2 separate regions of the Rattus norvegicus genome follow, and region 1 is linked to region 2. The links are chromatin contacts, called in public Hi-C maps. All regions are on one chromosome and are shown on one strand. The core of a region is the stretch at or near the end of the contact, and the rest is flanking DNA. Distances in the headings are between cores, read along the strand shown. Region 1 overlaps Cradd (CASP2 and RIPK1 domain containing adaptor with death domain). Region 2 has its middle 45 kb from the start of Plxnc1.

Region 1 (4,550 bases), core at 97-2,596, 360 kb after region 2:
GCGAGCGGACTTAATCTTCCAGGCCTCTGTTTCCACAGAGAAAAAGAATAGGATGTGTGGGTCCCACCCAGTTCCCAAAGACCAGGATCTGCCGGCGTCTTGCTGAGCGTTGGTGGAAATTGCAAACGTTGTATTTAGATAAAAAGTTACAAACTCCATAATGCTACCCATAAACTTAACTGGTTCCTGTCCTCCCACCACCCCGTACAGTCAAAGCCTGGAGACAACACCGGCTTGGAAAGCGGCACTCACTTAAACAGAGCACGCTCAGCCGGGTGGCAGACAGAACTACAGAAGCCAATGAGAAGAGTCCCAAGCCTGCCGACGGTGTTCAAGGCAAAGCTGCTTGTGCAGCTGCGCCTGCGGTCTGAGCTACACCGGCCCTTCCTTTTCTAAACCTGGTAGGGAATCCTCCCTTGCTTCTGCCACTCTCTGTAAGCCTGAAAACACGTTGGGGGAGGGGGAGCAACCCAACTAAACACTGTTGGAATTCTCTTGCCTGCCAAGTGTTGAAGCATGGGTCCTCTATCCTTATCTGGACTACTGCGGAAGTTCTCGTGGGCTTCACTGTTGGGCATTGCGTGTCCCAAATGATCTACATACAGCTTCAGTAACTAAATCACTGGTCCTGTGCTGGTACGGCGTGTAATACCTGCACGGGAAGTCTCTTACCGAACACCTTCCACTCTCTCTCAGAAGGGAGGTCAACACATCGGAGAGGCTTTCTAAGGCTTACCTGCCCACCCTCCCCACCACACATGCGACGGTAATTTCTCATTAGCTATCTGCCCACACCCTTGGTCCTCCTCCAGGAGAACATAGCGAAGCCCATGTCCACGGTTCTGTTTATGGTCAGATCCCCAGGACCTGACCGTTAAGACGTGGTCAACACCACTCCACATCTGAAAGGATGGATGAAGGGATACCTTCTGTTATCCGAGGGCCCTTCAGTTTAGACCCATGACACTGAATCCACAGGAAGTATATGATAATCGGGCTGGGGATACCAGAGGGAGCAACTGACATCAGCACAACAGTTACCTCATGGGTCAGCCTTTGACCCATGGCATGATTGGAAGAGGCTCTACGAGGAAGACTCTCAAGTCAGGAACCCAATAAACCTATGGGGATAGGGAATACAGCTGTCATGAGAGCTCAGTAATTACAAATACACCCAAGGATGTACTTCAGAGCCAAAATGTACTTCTTAGGAGAGACACCAGCTGATGTAGCTCAGCGGGGTCACTCGAGGCCAGCTCATAAGGGACAGGCTGGGCCTGGTGCCTCTGGGCAGAAAAGGAATGGGCAAGCCAACCCTGTGTATTGCACTAGTGAGGGCCGGCCAGGCAGTCAAGGACATCCTGTCTGTTGGGATGACCCACAGAAGGTCAGGCAAGGCTGAGACAGGGGCCAGCCTCAGGGCAGCCACTGAACTGGGCCCAGGAAGGAAGCATCTGATGCTTACTCTTGCTAGTGGCTGAGCATATACATAACTCGGGGATCCTGTTGGTAACGGAGAGAAATACAAAGAGAGAAAAGGAAGGCTACCAGAAGACAGAATTCTGAGAGGCTCGTAGCAGAGCTGCGGCCTCACAGCCAGGCCAGAGCAAACAAGCTAGAACACAGAGTCCTGTGGCCTATGAGCCACTCCGCCATGCCTGACTCCAAGTCCCATCAGATACTGAGGCCAGGGGTTCGGAAAAAGTCCCTTCCCCAAGCCAGATGCACTCGGGCACCACAGAGAGCTCAGTCAGGTCCACCAGGCTGGGAAGCCAAGCCACCAGTCACAGGCTGCCTTCACCACGCCCAGCGCTGTCCTGTCTCCTAAAGTGACCCGGCAGGAACCCAGAGAGGACTTCCAGCTGATCTAATGTCTGGTGTGTGACCTTGGTCACAGCAGTGTACTGCCAAGTGTCCCTTCCACTGTGCCAAGGTGGATTAAGTCATTTTATCAGCAGAATTCTTCTTTTCAAAGGTAAGAGTCCTTGTGGGGTGAGGAAGAGACAAACCAAATATCCGCTTAACGTCCCGGACTTTTACTTTTTGAGAAGAGACGTTAGGAGAACTAAGAAAATTCTGAGGTATAATCAAAAGATTCGGGAAGGTTTTGTCCTTTTCTGTCTGAGGATTGGTTGAGATAGGAGATAGAAGTATAGAGACGGAGACATTACTCAGTTTTACTCTAAATCACTTACATTTGGTATAAAATACAAAAAGCAAATAACACAAAAATATCCACAGCAGCTCAAAATGTAGAAATGAAACACAGAAATTAGTACACAAAGAAGGGGAAACCAAGAGCTGGCCAGAGACACCAAGCAGAAAACTGGAGTAAGAATAAAGTTCGCTTATTCTTGAGAAAGGATGGACCCAGTGGCTAAGTGAAGGCCACTCCTTACTTCTCAAGGCTTCCTGAGGGCAGAGCCCCAAACCAGTCCATGGACAACCACAACCAACATAAGCAGAAAGCGAGAAAAGTTACTGTGTGCGCACCTCACAGACGCCCTGTTTTCCCTGAGCCTGGTCACAAAACCCATGATGCCTCTGCAGAAATGTGTGCTACACTGTTCTGGCACCGTGTTAGAGAAACACCGAGGTCCCAGAAAATGGGACTCTGGGTTTGTTTGCTTTTTCCCCAGAGATGTTAAGTTGGAAGGCATTTCAGCTCTGACGCTGGTCCGTGGCTTTAAGCCTCCCCTCATTCCCCCATCCCATAGAGGAAGAACCCAACACCCTCACAAGGTTCCAATTCACTAAACCTCAGCCTGATTTCAAAATCTTATTTCCATGAAATTAGACACTTAAAAATATTTCAGGCCTTAAGTAACAGAAAGCAATTAAGCACCTACTTCTTTAAAAATTTCTACCCTCACCCCCAAAACACTATATATATATGTGTGTGTGTGTGTAATATTACATATTATTATATATGTTATAATATCATATAATATATAATACATGATGTATAACAGTATGCAATATGTGGTATATGATAGATGATATAATTACATGTAATTTATACGCATTTACCACTAGACCCTATGGCATAATAGATTTTCAATAATCAATAAGGACTTTTGAAGAGACTTGTGAGCTAGAAAACTACCAGTGAGGAATCGAATGACCGACTGACAAACCTCGAACTCAGGGCTTATTAGTAAGAGTTAAAATGACAGGGTTCTCAAAGGCAATTGTAATGTCACCTTTTTTTTTCCTTATAAAGAAAGAGTTTATTGAGGGCTGGCTTACAGTTCTAAAGAGTTAGAGTCCGTGGCCATCATGGCGAGGAGCCTGGCTGCAGACGGCTGGGCGTGGCACTGCCGCACTAGCTGAGGACATGCTAACTGCAAGCACCAGCCAAAGGGAGCGCTAACCCTGCAGGGAGAGCATCATTCTTCTTAAAGCAAGCACGAGCACGAGCACGACAAAGGTACCCACTTTATCACTGGTCTCCGCCTTACTAGTCCTTTCAGTGTTACTTTATGGTTCCCCGCCCCAGCAGGGGACCGAACCCAGGGCCTTGCGCTTCCTAGGCAAGTGTTACTTTAAATAGTCAATATTAAACGACAGTCATACTTCAAAATGGGTTTATCTCACCAAGAAATTGATAAATCAAAGCCCCGCATACGAATTTTTTTCACTAGCAGAGTTAATTATATATAAAAAAAAAAGTTCACAATGCTCACTTGTGTTGTGAGGTGAGCCATTTAACCCTTTCACAGAGTTAACAAGTCTTGGGGAAAACCTACTTTTCTAAGCACATATACAGATATGTTTGATTTTTTTTTATATATATCCTTTATAAATCTGCTTTTCAGGGCTGGAGGGGAGCTCAGTGGTTAGGAGCACAGGCTGCTTTTGCAAACCACCTGGTTTCCTTTCCTTCCACAGGCAGCTCACCACCATCTGCAACTCCATTGCCAAGGCTCTAGCGCTCTCTTCTTACCTCCACGTGCACCAGGTACACACAGCGCCCGTACCTACACTCGGATGTATAAACTCAAACATATAAAATAAATAACTAGATGTAGGAGCGCCTGTCCCCTCGGCTTCTCTTTAACTTTTATAATTTCTCCAGGACATCTTAGTTCTCTCTTGCTCTCTGAATAATCCTGAAGAGGTGAGGATGAGGGTCCCATGTTTATGACGATTCATGACAAAATGATTTGTGTAACCGACTAATTAAACGAAACATCTTTGAGAGATGAAAGCTTCTGGTTCTTTGGTCAAATCCAACTGCATGCAGCCAGGAGAAGCTTCTACGTGAATACCAGAGAAGTGCAACTCATTGATGCGACCTCCCCAACTCTATGCTCTATATTCTGCTTATAATGATGCGGTAGAAATGTCAGGGCTATTTGGCCCTGGTTTTGTTCTGACACATGGAATATGTAATTTTCTAAGGACAACCCAAGCTGAAAATTCTAGGGGTCCTCAAAGGCCAGCATTCTCAGGGTTTCAAAAAGACATGTAATTTGGACAAGCCAGTAGGAATAAAGATATTTTTAGATTTGCCACTGAATGTTTACCAGGTCTTTATAGATTAACCG
Region 2 (4,372 bases), core at 1,746-4,245:
TTTGTCATATGCCCAGCACTGTCTCCCCCAACCCCTCTCTTCCTCCCTCCTTCCTTCCCTTTGTCTATGTGTGTATATGTGTATATGTATATGTATGTATATGTATATGTATATGTATATGTATATGTATATGTATATGTATATGTATATGTATATGTATATATGTGTGTGGTGTATGTGTGTGGCGTGTGTATATATGTGTATGTATGTGTGTGGTGTATGTTTGTGGTATATGTGTATATATATGTATGCATGTATGTACGTATGTGTGTATATATGTACATGTATGTGTGTGGTATATGTGTGTGTGGTGTGTATAATGTGTGTGATATATGTGTGTATGGTGTGGTGTCTTACATATAAATGTGGGTATAGTGTGGTGTGCGTGTATGTGTGTGTGGTGTGGTGTATATGGTGTACTGTACAGTGTGGCATGTGGTTTGTGTATGTGTGTGTGTGTGCGTGGTGTTTGTATGTGTGTGTGTATGGTGTACTGTGTAGTGTGGCATGTGGTGTATATGTGTATGTGTGGTATGTGTGATGTGTATATGTGTGTGAATGTGTGGTGTGGTGTCTGTGTATGTGTATGTGTGTGTGTGTGTGTGTGTGTGTGTGTGTGCATTCACACATACATCGTCATAACCCTCATGAGATAGGCAGGTATCATTATTGTTCTTATCTTGCAGGATGTGAGGAACACAGAGACCTTACACGAATGATGGCCAAGCCAGGGTTTAAAACTAGGCAGTGTAGTTCCAGCATTTGAGCTCTGAGTCCTTCAAGCAGAGGGACCTGAGCTTGTGTCAGCTGCTGAATTTTACTTTAGAAATTAAGTTCTGCCTCTCTGTGTCTAGGCATAGACTGAGCAGCTGTGTGGGGTGATGGCATCCATTCCAAAGTTCCAGCAAGTTCTTGTGCATTCCCGTGACGTACATCTACAGAAGAAGAAAGTGCCTTGGTAGCTGCCTATATATGGTGTGGGGGGTAGAGCTCCACATGTCCGATGAGCAATGCCCATCAATCACAAGGACGACCAGGCTGGAGCAGTGAGCATCCAGGGACAGAGGACTAAAGGAGGACAGTAGCAGATGGCCTTGTGGATCACAGTCAAGGACTTCGGCTCGTTGGTGTGGGATTTCCACGGGGTTGTGACCCATCTGCCCTTGTCTGACTTATAAAATACAAATGCTCTTCAGGACCACTGCATGTATTAGCACTTAGGGTGAACCACCACTGTGGGAGCCCTGGGTACGTCTGACTATGGTTCCGCTGTATGGATGAGCTCTTGGGGTAGCGAGTGCTAAAGTGACTTTCCCCAGAGCGTACAGTTGGTCTTCATAGAGTTGCACTCTTTAATCCCAGCTAGGATTTCTGCAGCTCAGTGTCCTTTGGCCAGCCAGCCTTCAGGTCCCCAGAGAGAAGAGCCTCTGTCCAATTGTCTTGTCTACCCCGTGAACCCCGTGGCACACTTTCGAGCATAACTGCACACTCTTTGGAACCCTGGTGCACACTTTGGAACATAAGCACACACCCAGCAACCCGGCGACCGTTCCCTCCCTAGAGACTTACGCTTCTCACCGTGTGCAGTTCAAGGTCAGCAGGTTCACAGCCGCCTGCCACAGCCGTGCCTATTGATGGCATGTCTAGGTTCACACCGACGGAACTGGTGCAGGGCAAGGCTGTTCCCATTTCTAGCTTCTGCCCTACCCTGTTTTCCCCTTTCTCTTCCGAACCTGAAGAACACAACTCGTCTCTTGCTTCTGGTCCATGCCCAGGTCACAGTCTGTGAGAGCTACAGATCTCACAGTTGAGGGAGCAGGTGCTGTACTTTGTCCGTTTGGAGTCTTCCAAGGCTAGGGACAGTGGTGGCCAGTGTCTCCTTGGCCCATGCCCCACTCAGCACCCTTCCTGTCTTTCTGACGGCTTGTTCTGAGTTCCAAAGAGGTCCCCACCCTCCACATTTTTGGTTCTGTTCTTGACATCATCCTATGACATCACGCACTCATGGACATTGTAATTCCAGTCCCAATATGGCTCCTGAGTTGAATGTTTCTGTCTATATGGTTTCCCGGCTGCATGCCCACAAGATTCCTGGACTTTCACAACCCAGTAAGACCACTCGTCATCCCCACCCCCCACCCACCTCTCAGAATGATCCCAGCACATCCTCTGGGGACCCCGTTCAGCCCCCTTAGATGCTGCTCCCTCAAAGCCCGTCATGAACATGCCCTGTCCTCACGGCCTTTTCTGTACTCTACCATCTGCTTACTGGTGTTTAGCTACTGCAATGGTGTAGTTACAACTTCTCTTTCTGGAAGCTTTTTGGGAGTTCAGGTCTTCAGACCTTGCTTCTGGGGTCTGATTTAGTAAGAACAAAGGTAGGGTTAGGTAATTCTGGGGTTTATAGTTCTTAGATGCTCCTGCAACCCAACCCCCCATTCCCAATCCCCACCCCCAAAAACCCACCCCACGGCCAAGGCCTTTCAGTCTAGTGTGGTGTCTGCTGGGTTAATGGCTACAACTGTCATTGCCTAACATCTTCTGAACACTTTACAGTTCCTTTACTGTGCTGAGCCCTCTCTGTGCACTACTATACCACTAATATAACTCTAGGCTTTTACACTGTGAACACAGAGGTACAGGGAGCCATCAGTCTGCACAAGGACATGGTGTCTCTCACCCAAGGCCTTGTTTGTTCTTAATGATGGGTTTTTCTTTCTCATTTGCTTGCATGGTCCTGCTAACCAGATGGCTTTTGTTCTCCAAGTGCACCCTGCCTCCGAGCCTTTGCTGTCCTGCTTACCCTTCTCAAATGGCCAACCCCCTCCATCTTCTGTGGCTCCTGAACACATTGCAGATCCATCAGCTCAAATCCCCTCCAATTGGTTAATCATAGTTTTATAGCTCAGCACAGACAGCCGGAGTCCTCTCTCCATAGTCTTGCAAAGCTAAACTCGGGTGTCAGCTGGGACTTGGTTGTTCGCAAAGCAAGCTCTGGCTTCCCTCCCAGCTCACTGGCCACTGTCAGAACCCACTTTCTCACAGCTTGGCTCTCAGCTCTCTCCTGGCTAGCCAAATTCCGCATGAACAGCCAATCAGGGAAAACTCCACAAGAGTCCTTTTGAGTCTCCAATCTCTTCTGCCAGGAACATTCCAGTCCCTTTAAAGTATTCAGCTGATTGGGCGAGGCCTGCACTGGACAATCTTTAGATTTTTAAGATTGGCAGACCCAGGGATCTTAACCACACCCGCAGATTCTCTTCCCGGCCGCACTCAAGTTCATCGCTTGAACCACTGAGAGGAAGGATGTGTACATTGTGGGCTGTCAATCCACTTTTATTCTATCATGCTAGTTGACCTTCAGGACCCAGCTCAAGTGGTGACTGCTCTCTTCCTTGTCCTTCCACAAATGACACACACACATCCATTTTTCCAGGGGACTATGGTGTTTATAAAATAAAACACCTCCCACGCAATCCCCCTCCCACGCAATCCCCCTCCCACGCAGCTCCTGGGTCCATTTCCTACACCTACCTAGGCTCTACATTTCTTGAGAGCAGGAGCCTAGCCCAGGGCATCTTTGTGTTGCCAGCACCTGGGAGAGCCTCTAGCTTAACACATTCACTGCTAGAAACACGTGTCAGTTGAGCATGCTCTCCAGCTAAGAGCGTTTCTTTCGGAATCACATACAACAAAGAGCGGGATTGTGGTAGGTGACGGCGCATGCTTCCGGGGAAGTGCTAGGAACCTTGGGCGCTGCCTTTGATTCCCCAGGTCTTTGAAGGCAAGGAGGAGCTCCAGTTTTCTCAAAACCCCTCTGAGCAGAACTGTAGGTGACGACGGTGAGGCGGGCGAACCACTAGGTGTCACTCAAGATTCAATAAAGAGACTCAGGTCCTTAGAAAGGTATTTCCACCTTTCCTGGGGGAGGAAACTGATTAGATGGTCCCCACACATTGTTTCTGTTGGTTCACGATTCCTCACTAGCTGCTGTTTTCTCTCTGTGGACAAAAGCTGGGTCTAAAATAGGACACCAGTCAGACACCACCAGAGTTGGAACCACCTGGCCGTCGAATTCAGCCTCTCGGTTTTGTAGATAGGAAACTTGACGTGTGTGTGTGTGTGTGTGTGTGTGTGTGTGTGTGTGTGTGTGTGTGTGTGGCTTTACCGTGGGTCTGAGTTGCTCCCTACTAAAAGGTGTCTGAGATCTTCCCCAGCACCAAGTCTCCCTAGTTCTAGAGTCTGAGAAATGGAAGGTAATAGGGTAAAAAAAAATAGTAATAATCGGTTGTCTTTCTTAGAAATTAAGGTCTCTGGAGTAGGGGGGGCACACCTCCCCCTTGGAATCAGCACCTGCAATTAGCCACCGGAT

The links. Hi-C and Micro-C count contacts between places; a contact is called where the count stands out from the background.
Region 1: a Hi-C map of mammary epithelial cells shows a contact between it and region 2, with 2.6 times the contacts expected there. The contact joins two enhancer-like sites. A contact is called at or near these places in 3 of 12 Hi-C or Micro-C datasets (hepatocytes, mammary epithelial cells and psoas muscle).

The regions. Positions count from the first base shown.
Region 1 is chr7:31,832,110-31,836,659 of GRCr8, forward strand. The region is part of intron 2 of Cradd (CASP2 and RIPK1 domain containing adaptor with death domain); the gene reads right to left. The region is part of intron 3 of LOC134479863 (death domain-containing protein CRADD-like); the gene reads right to left. Among named protein-coding and RNA genes, the nearest start is that of Cradd, 5.4 kb to the right of the region's middle. Within about 2 kb of position 1,347, at least 13 of the 93 cell types and tissues checked have an H3K27ac peak or open chromatin away from gene starts, as enhancers often do.
Region 2 is chr7:31,473,691-31,478,062 of GRCr8, forward strand. No RefSeq gene overlaps it. Among named protein-coding and RNA genes, the nearest start is that of Plxnc1, 45 kb to the left of the region's middle. Within about 2 kb of position 2,996, at least 29 of the 93 cell types and tissues checked have an H3K27ac peak or open chromatin away from gene starts, as enhancers often do.